2 separate regions of the Triticum aestivum genome follow, and region 2 is linked to region 1. Evidence: chromatin contacts called from public Hi-C data. All regions are on one chromosome and are shown on one strand. Each heading gives the region's core, a stretch centred on a gene start, on an enhancer-like site or on the middle of the called end of the contact. The rest is flanking DNA. Distances are from core to core; before and after follow the strand shown. Region 1 holds the start of LOC123120383 (cytochrome P450 714C2). Region 2 holds the start of LOC123120385.

Region 1 (5,233 bases), core at 1,316-3,815:
GATGATATGAATACATTGAACATACCTACTTCCAGGAACACCAATAAGCATACTTCGCTTCGCCATCGCTTTCTGAAGTTGGCGAATTTTGTAAAATATCTCTTTGCCTTCGACAAAACTGCTTCCGAAAGAAGCTCTTGATATAACATCAGCTGAGAAGTTCCGTAAGAACTCATCAACTAGAATCTCTGCCCTGCCTCCTTCAGACTCAACCTTTTCTTCCCATGAATTCAACATTGATAGTGCAGCATCCATCATCAAATTAACCATTCCCTGTGGATATTTCCACAGTCAAGTTTAGTCTAATGGTGCATGTAGTAAGCATTTTTAAAGCAAGCATTACTGTTTAACAACACCATGAAAAAACACTGTCTGAAGCATTTTTGCCTAAAAAAAAGCGTGTCTGAAGCATTATTGTTGAACAACACCATGAAAAAACACTGTCTGAAGCATTTTTGTCTAAAAAAAGGCGTGTCTGAAGAAAAATACTCACGGCGAAGGCACAGTTACCTTAACCTTGTCCATGAAGAATTCAGGTGCAATGACCTTTCGTTGGTGTACCCATAGGTCACCATTCGCCGTCAAAATTCCCGTACCAAGAAGAGCTCCATGCTCTTTCTGCAAGTAGCTAGGCTTTCCAAGATCCAAAGACTTGCAACTGGCCAGCTCCTTCACCATGTCAGGATCTATGACATGTAGAGTTTGTATGCTTCCAGTAGCATACAAGTAGATGGAACCTGACACAACATCAAATTTACGGCAACTTGCAAGGTTTAGATATGCAGGTCAGAGGCCATTTATCCATGTTATCGGGCCAAATCCCGCTGTCTAATCGAAGATTCATAACAGTAAAATAATACACATGTCTACTTAAGCAGAACTTAAATACAAATATTCTTAAAAGCAAAGTTTATGTTAAGTTAATGGCTCAAAGTGAAGATTAGTCAACATATGGTGAGACACGCTATATAGTACATCATCTAAACGACTACGAAATTCCAGGATATAACAGGTCCTCATCAAAGAACATAACTGGCTTCAGCATCTAGCACCATCTACTCGCCTTGAAACAACAAAAGGCCTCGATTTTTTTTGTGATTATAATTGTGCATTCCCCATGAACCCCCCACAAATTCTGCCGTGCAAGAAAAATAGATATCTCTTTCTACAGGAAGACTTGTACTAACAAAAGCTACAAATATATTTATTAAACATCGAATAGACTAGAATTCAGCAACCAAACAAATTCAAGCTAAATTTCCTTCCTTACTGAAACTATCTACAGGTTTGTCAACATACCATAAACTCTGGTCCAGTGGAGGAAGTAAGGGAACAGAATGGCCACATAATTTGAGGAGAAGCGATCTGTAGGCCCTGCTCCCTCTTCTTGATAAGGCGTGGCAAGTTTCTGGATTCTCCTCATCTCTGGTATGTTTCCGAAGAGGAAAGAAGGCTTTGGACCCTTCACTCCTTGGCTTCTCAGCTTCTGCCTGAGCCTCTCCGGCCTTAGCCATAGGATGGTGTACAGGTAGGAGAAGAGAAGAGTAGAGAGGAAGAACGGAGGTAGCAGCAGCAGCCATTGCCGCGGTGAGAGGATCATCATCATGAGGGAGAGAGAGAGAGAGAGAGATGATCATAGTATGTGAAGATACATATTTGCTGGGTGGTCCATGGTGCGCAGCTGGGAGCAGGGAAAGTGCAAAACTACAAATTAGCCACGCACTCTGAAAGCAGCTAGCAGATAAGACAGTGCCAGTTTTCTAGAAGAAATAAGTAAAGAATGCAAAACAAAGACCATAGTTATTTTGATTTGCCATACCCTGAGAGAGAAGCTTTGTCTGATTGCTATGACCAGAGCAGAGAGCACCCCCATCACAAGAACAATTTCGGTTCTAAATACAATACATCTTCGGCGGGTGAGGAGATGCTCGTAGTTGGTGGAACAATCTTAACACACTCAACCTGCTTGCAAAGTTGCAAGGTCTCAGATAAATAGGTAATCATAGTACTAGGCCGCAAGAAGATGTAGACTGATACTTTCATGTACTGTATTTTATCATTGCAGGCGGCAGAGTATCAGTCCTGTACATGTTACCGTTCATACATGAGCATGGTTACTAACTTACTAGATAAAACAAATCGACCACGCTAACAGACAAGCGATGAAACGCTATGGCTAAGGAGCGCTGCCCCGAATTTCAACAAAAGAAAAAAGACTCGTGATTGAAACTGAAGATAGAGCAGATAAAAAAAAATAGACTCATTCCCCAAATCAAAAAAGCAAGTATGTTCTTTTAAGAGATTAACCTGTAGGACTAGAGAAACAGGCAGGATTGAGCAAGGACGAGCGCCCGCCCGCCAAAATTGCGCTACTCTTTGCCGCGGCCCGCGCAATCTAGGCTACTGGGGAAAGGAGGGAATATTCCGCAGCTAATTTGCAGATGAATTTGGGCCGGGATTCGCTGGTGTTCGTGGTTTTCGCGAGTGGGGATACAGAGGAAGAGAGAGAGAAGAACCCTAGCAAAATTACTCCAATGCAAATACGTTTCCCTTTCTTACTTTTCTCATTCCGCCACCATGGCCTTAAGGGCCAGTTCAATTTACAGCGGTGGAGTTCTTTCAAAATATTTTTTACAGCGGTAGACAGAACTCAGCGTAAACAGCGAGAACGGCATTTTGGAGCTCGGCCCCATGGACGCTGTTTTTTTTTTGAAAAAAAAAATCAAAATTCATACTTTTTGGTTTCAAAGAAATCTGAAAAAATTGTACAATTACACAAGGATGTGATGTGTATGTGTGTAAAATTTCAGAATGAAATACCTTAAGATGTGATCTGTGCAAAATGAATAAATTCATGGACTTTTGGGATGAATAGTATCGTGTGCTGAAAAGTCACAATTTTTTTTGCACAGCTCTAATGTAAACGTATTTCGTCCTGAAAATTTACACATGTGTGTTATGCCTCCATATATATTTGTATTTTTTTCATAAATTTTTAAAATATAGAAATATGTTGAATTTAGAATTTTTCAAAAACCGGCCTCCGTGAAGCCCCAGCTCCAAAAGCAATTTTCGGTAAACAGCTAGCTTTAATCCTATTCCTAGCCATGTGGCGTTCGTATTCAGTGGATCTTGTCCCTCCATTATCTGAAGAGGTGTCGATGACACAAACACTCAATTGCAGTCCGTCGGCCCAACTTCAACACGCTGATGCAAACAGACGCGGATTTTATCTTTTTTGTTCGTTTGGATCGGCTAGGCGGATGTCGGCCGTCATGTCCGTGTTTAGCCGCGGGCACGTAGATGCGCCCAACACAAACGATGAATTTTAGACTTGGGTGATTTAAGAAAAAACCTTAATCCAAGAAACATTAGAAATACTCCCTCCGTTCCGAATTACTTGTCGCAGACATGGATGTATCTAGATGTATTTTAGTTTTAGATACATCCATTTCTGTGACGAGTAATTTGAAACGGAGGGAGTATATCTTAATATCTAAACCGTTGGCGAAAGTCCGCTTACATTAATTTAAACTTAAAACATGAAGAAAAAAACTTTGGAAAAAAAGCAACCCCACAGCTTGCAACCTAGGAGTTGTTGTTGTCTACCCTCGTTGGTCTTCTCGAAGGCCTGCTAGTAGGCCGCCAGTGATGGCGCTTGTTGTGTCACATCCGACTGCGTCGTCTGCTGTTTATGTTGCACCGCCTGTGCCGTCGTCTCCCGCTATGCCGCCATCTCCCGCTCTGCCGCCTCTCGCTCAACCTCCTCATTGGTCACACCCAGTCGAACAGGCGTGCGCAACATGTAGACTGGCACAATGCCCGTCCATTCCCAAGACTACACACCGGATGCTGGTGGCGGTGGTGGGCAAATTTTCGTGTTTTAACCTTTTTTAAGGTTATTCAAGATCTGACCCTAATTCATAAAAATTTCGGCTCTAACCATTTTGCTACCGTCAGAGTCTATGACGGTAGGGTTGCATAATCTACCGTCCTCTGACGATAGGACTTGCCGGCACCGTCACGTCCGTTTAATATAAAAAAGACCGCCGTAGTCCTTCTCGGCAGGCAATGCAACCTACCGTCAAGGTATTTGACGGTATGGTCCTCTAGCCAGATTCCACACGCCCTGTCAATCTGAATAATCTATTAACCTAGTAGTCAGTCACTGGTCATGCACGAGAGAGAGCGAGCGCGCACATGAGAGAGGGATCATATAAAATTCTACTGCCTGAAACTTGCCGCTGTTGTGTGCTCACGCTCCCATGCATGCACACAGCACTCAATGCATGCAGCACATCCATACATCTATCACATGCATGAACAGATCGTTCAAGGCATGCAGCTCAATCATTCACCCATCCCCATACCTGCACCATCTATCTTACAGTATCTTTTAGTATTTCAAAGCAGCACACTTTATGGAGCAGTGCAACGCAGCTTTAGCTGCCACGGGCTTTGACATTTCATTGGCCCCTACCGCCAAGGGGCTACCGTCACGGTAGGGTATTTTTCACGTTACATGTCCGTTACGGTGTAGTCAAAGTCTACCATCAGAGATTCTGGCGGCACACACTTAAACCTTACCGCCAGAGACAATGGCGATAGGAAAAAGGGCCAGATCCTGAATTTTTTACGAACTGGGGTTAGATTTCGAATAACTTTCAAAAAAGGGTCAAAACACGAAATTTAGCCATGCGTGTTGGCCTCCACGCCAGCCGTTGAAGCTGCCAGTGCCCACACAAGGCCTGGCCACCTAGCCAGCTCCTGGAGCTTCGACTCCTCATAGGCCCACCTGGTGGCCTCCTCGAGTGCCGCGAGGTACGCCTCCTCCTCCTCTTGGTCTTCCCCCTTCAGCACCACCGACGATGGAGCACACGCAGCCGGCGCACCCAACCTTTGTTGGCGGTGGACGTCATGCTCGGTGGCGGCGGATCTCCACCATCCGCGCACGGTCCGACCGTGACACCACCGACGCCGGCACCCTATCGGAGTTGAGGTGCCAGTCGTGCGGCAGATTTATGTCCAGGCATGGCGCCGGAATGTCATGCTCCCAAAAATATCGACATACGTGGACCAGGAGGTAGAGCAGCTGGCGTGCCAACTACGGGGCAATGGTGAAGTTGGCTGGCCAGCACCCGGACGACGAGCCGGCCTCGTGGTCGTGCTTCCTGCCAAGCTTGCTAAACCCCATGGCGGCGGCAAGGGCTGGGTTGTCGAGAAGATGGTTGGC
Region 2 (4,721 bases), core at 1,563-4,062, 260 kb before region 1:
CAATGAAACCAGGCCAAGCACAGGGGGCCCACCCAACTTAGTTATCGGCGCCCATCCATCTGTGTGGGTGGCAGCCGAATCTCCCACCTCTGGGCCCCGGGGCGATAGGATCTGATGCGCCGGCACCTGGGTAGCCCTACCCTCCAAATCACCCTCCCCGGCCTGCCCCTGTCCACTACCATCAGCCTTCGCCTTGTCGCTGTCATCCGATACGCCCAACTCACCACTTTTGACCAATTCCAACTCACCAACTGGCGTCTTCTCTGCGGCATGCTCCACCAACTCTGCTGGCACCACCAACCTTCTCTGCGAACCGTTGGGGGTCCAGCCCGGGTCACTCACCACCACCCGATTGGGCACCCGATGTTGCGGGCCCATCAGGCCCTGCGACGCCATGGGGGTAGCCTCCAATCAAACGGGCCCACCCGCCCCTCGAGCGCCTGCCTGTACGAGCGGCCATCTCCGCCCGCCGCCGGACCGGTGCCGTATCAATCCACTCCACGGCGATCACGAACACCTCTCGACCAGGATTGCACCGTCCAATCTCCTCCTGCGAATGAACCAAGCGAACTATCTGGCAATCCACTCTGACCACTATCGCTATCCGCATTCGAGCTCCGTCGCCACAAGTCCGACGGCGAGAAATCTCTCAACCTCCCAATGTGGATCAGTGCGGGATACTCCAACAGCTGCCGGAAGGAAGGACGCCGCTGCGCAGGATCCGAAGCCACCGGATCTGGCACCCAAAGCCGGCAGCTGACCGGAACCTCATCAGGATCAACGCACCACACCCTCAGCTTGAAGAGGGAGAGATCCTCGCGATTCTCCGTCTCCGGCCCAAGGTTGTCGATCAGGCAGGAGTTGCTGAGCAGTTCCGCTGCCGTATCCTTGGTCCACGGGTGGGAAGGCACACCCTGAATCAAAATGTCAGCTTGGACACGCATGCACCTCGCCATCGCCTGAGCCTGGCACAGCAAGGTTTGATATGGAACTGAACGCCCAGATGCAGAACCACTGGCCTCGCCAACGCTCTGTTCCTGAACTCATGCGAAGCAAAAACGACCAGAAAGTCCTCCAGGAAATACTTGTGAACCGAAAAACGATGCCTGGGAATGTCCAGCTGAGCCGCAAGCACCACCGTGGCCTCTTCGCATGACACCGGCGGCCTGGCACAACCCACGTACACGACCACCGCAAGCTGGAGACGACGCTCCAAATCCTCCATGCCAGTCGACCTCTGAACGATGCACACCTCCGATAGGGGCGCAGTCACCGGAAGGGAGGACGACAGGGGAAGGGGACTGGGCGCAACCGATGAGAGCGGCGCGCTCTGCCTGGGCTCCAACAGTCTTTGTTCCCAGCCGTGGTCCGACCGAGGCGCCGGTCTGTCTCTGGAGGCCTTGGCGATGACCGCCCTGCGGAGCTCCTCCGCCGAGATCGGGCTGCGCGGCCTAGAGCACTGCGAGGATACGTGCCCCGAAAGCCCGCAGCGGATGCAGAGAGGCTCCTTGGTGCAGTCCTGTCGGCGATGGCCTTCCCCGAAACATCGAAAGCAGAGGCCATACAGGTCTGGCGGGACCAGACGCCGCTCGGAGGAAGAAGACGACCCCGGACGGACCGCCTCCTGCTGGCGACACAACGCCTTGCGACGGCGCCACATAGCCTTGCGGGACGAGCCCTTCCTCCTCCAGGGGCCAGCAGCCGCCGGCATCTCCACCTCCTGTCCGGCCCCGCGGCCAACGAGGAGCGGGCAGATCCAGGCGAGCCAGACAGCCCCAGCCCGGATACGACCGGCCGCTCGCCCTGGAGCGGAGCGGAAACGGAGGGCGGGCTCCTCAAGCCACCATGGAGTGGACGCCGCGTCCGGGCGAAGAGCGGCGGGGCTGGTGGACGCCGGGGCCAGAGTGGCCGTCGGCGGGAGACAGGGGAGGGCTCGCGGGAAGGGGGGGGGGGGGGGGTAGAATCACATCAGCCGCCAAGACAGGGATCCTGAGATGCCAGCAAGAGGAGATCCGTCTCTGGACGTCAACGGTGGACTTGGAGCTGGCCATGATGTCCGTCTCCATGACTCCCATCCTGGCACGGTTGGGCGTGGAAACATGATGACACCGCGATACCAACAGACGGGGAGGATTGCTGGTACCGGTTGGAGCGTGGAAACACGGGAGCTCAGTAAGTGCTGGACGTGGACGGGCAACGGAACTGGAGGACTAATTGGCGCGGCCCATCAGGCGGACGACGGCGACCACGACGCGTTGCCCGCCCAGAGCGCGGCCATTTAATTCGTCCCCGCCCAGCCCTGCGTAGTGGGCGTCGTGTCAGTTCGCTTCGCGCCCCTCGTCGCCGGTCTGGTTGGTTGGTGCGGCGCCGCCCATGGCGAGCCAGCCTTGCCCCGTCCCAGCATTCAATTCCCAACGCCCAGCCATACACCCCAACCGTCCAACCATTGGGAGTACACTGTCACTGTGTGAGACTCCTGTGAAGACCATCAACAACCACTCCGATGTGATCGTGTACATGTTTTTTTCCTTTTCTTTCGTTGGGATCGTGTACATGTCCCCCCGCAAAAAAAAAGGATCGTGTACATGTTCCCAAATAGAATTACGCACTAGGCCGTGTACTATCGGTGTGCCCGATCCGCCTCCCCGTTGCATGCGCGTGCTGTAAAAGGAAAATGATTAAACATCTTTAAAAGAAAAATATTTGTAGTTTCACACAGAAACGATATTTTGCGTACATGGAAACAACTCAGAGAAATCGATTCGCATTTGCACTAGTAGCCGTGTTTAGAAGCAGTATAAAAGTCGTCATCCGGGCATTGATATCCTTCCATCCCCACCGGAAAATCGAATCAAACCACCTCCGCCTCCGCCTCCACGCACGCACCCACGCACGCTCGCCGCCACTGCAAGTTTGCAACCCCCTCGATCTCTCCCAGCATCCCGAGCCTGCCCCAACCAATGGCGTCCACCAACGGCTACGGCAACGTTACCGGCGGCGGCCTCCCGACGCACACCGCCACCTCCAAGCCGCCCGTCGACGACCCGCGCCACCAGAAGCAGCGCCTGCGGCGCCGCCGCGGCTGCCTCTGCTGCGCGTGCCTGGCCGTCACCCTCGTCCTCGTCGCCGTCGTCCTCCTGATCCTCTTCCTCACCGTGCTCCGCGTCCGGGACCCGACCACGCGGCTCGTCTCCACGCGCCTCATCGGCGTGGCCCCGCGCCTCACCTTCCCGGCGCTCAACATCCAGCTCAACGTCACCCTCCTCCTCACGGTGTCCGTGCACAACCCCAACCCGGCCTCCTTCTCCTTCCCGTCGGGCGGCCACACGGACCTCACCTACCGCGGCGCCCACGTCGGCGACGCCGAGATCGACCCCGGCCGCGTCCCCAGCAAGGGGGACGCGGACGTGAAGCTTGCGCTGACGCTGCAGGCGGACCGGTTCGCCGGGGACCTGGCGCAGCTGGTCACGGACGTGGAGACCGGGTCGCTGCCGCTGGAGGCCAGCACCAGGATCCCCGGGCGGGTGGCGGTGTTCGGCGTGTTCAAGCGCCACGCCGTCGCCTACTCCGACTGCAGCTTCGTATTCGGCGTCGCGGAGCTGGGCGTCCGCAGCCAGGAGTGCCGCGACCACACCAAGCTCTGATCCTACCGACCTTCCTTCGTTCCTTCGTCCGTCCGTTCGACGATAGCTGTCCGTCTCCGCCGCGCGCGTCGCCGGAGATGGAAGCGAGGAGGACACCTTTTCCTGCCGAGTTCGATTGATACGCACGGCACGTGTGGGTGGGGCCGGCGACGTCGTTGTCATCACGGAGAGAAGAGAAAAGAGTGAGGTGTTTCTGGAATTTTCGTCGACGCTTCATCATCAGTATAGTATAGTTAGTCTCGGACTTGGTAGAATTATGAATTTGTCATTTTAGTTGTTTCCATTGCTGGGTTTGGTCTTACGATTTTGATGGAATATCTTGTACAGAGACAGAGAGAGACAGGGTGGGCTAGTTAGTATACGCACATATGGCTTGCTCTTATTGTTCATCGCATCATCATCATGTGTCTAGATTCTTGCTTTGTGCGCACGAATCCTAAGCGCGGCCTTATTATCTTATACGTATGCTTTATACTCCATATAGCTTGCTGTTAGGGGGTCGCTCGGAGACCTTCCTCGAGTCCTTGATGTTCTGATTACTTTACATAACCCTTTAAAGCCAAGCCACCTGTGCTGAAAGTAATTTTCAGGTTACAACATCCTGGATTCGTGATGCCACCAAATATGTCGGCAAATACAAGTCAAACATACGCAGGCAGTGAAAAATAAACCCTGTTTCTAGTCCTGTTTCCTCTGATCAATGAAAGCTCCCTTTCTCCTCACAAAGGGGACGAAAAAGGATATCAAAGCCAGGGACAAATCGAGGCCGTCAGCCAGTCCATCAGAGGCTCTATCTGACGGCTAAGATTAACAGGAAGAGCAGCCATCAATCATCGCGACAGACCAGCACAATTAATAAGGCAGATGAATTACAGCTCAGCACAATTAACACTAGTACGCCAGCAGCTCACCCTACACCAGTCGCATCAAACCAAACCAAGTCATGTTGGAATTCGCCACTGCATCATTTCGGTGTCACCAGAGTAATACATCAAGTGCAAAGATCGAAGCTAAGCAAGGATGAATCTGCAACAGCTGCTTCAGTTCAAGGCAAGCACAGAGAGACAACAAACTATT

The links. Hi-C and Micro-C count contacts between places; a contact is called where the count stands out from the background.
Region 2: a Hi-C map of leaf shows a contact between it and region 1, with 3 times the contacts expected there. The contact joins the promoter of LOC123120385 here to the promoter of LOC123120383 in region 1. A contact is called at or near these places in 2 of 5 Hi-C or Micro-C datasets (leaf and an unstated tissue) and 1 of 1 datasets of contacts at active chromatin or transcription factors (leaf).

What each region holds. Positions count from the first base shown.
Region 1 is chr5D:236,064,539-236,069,771 of IWGSC CS RefSeq v2.1, reverse strand. LOC123120383 (cytochrome P450 714C2) reads right to left here and starts at 2,565. Exons shown (of 7, transcript XM_044540360.1): 1 at 2,308-2,565; 2 at 1,820-1,962; 3 at 1,300-1,681; 4 at 517-737; 5 at 26-273. The coding sequence starts at 1,606.
Region 2 is chr5D:236,324,700-236,329,420 of IWGSC CS RefSeq v2.1, reverse strand. LOC123120385 reads left to right here and starts at 2,812. Exons shown (of 1, transcript XM_044540362.1): 1 at 2,812-4,033. The coding sequence starts at 2,961. The coding sequence ends at 3,644. It overlaps LOC123120384, which reads right to left. Exons shown (of 2, transcript XM_044540361.1): 2 at 4,589-4,721.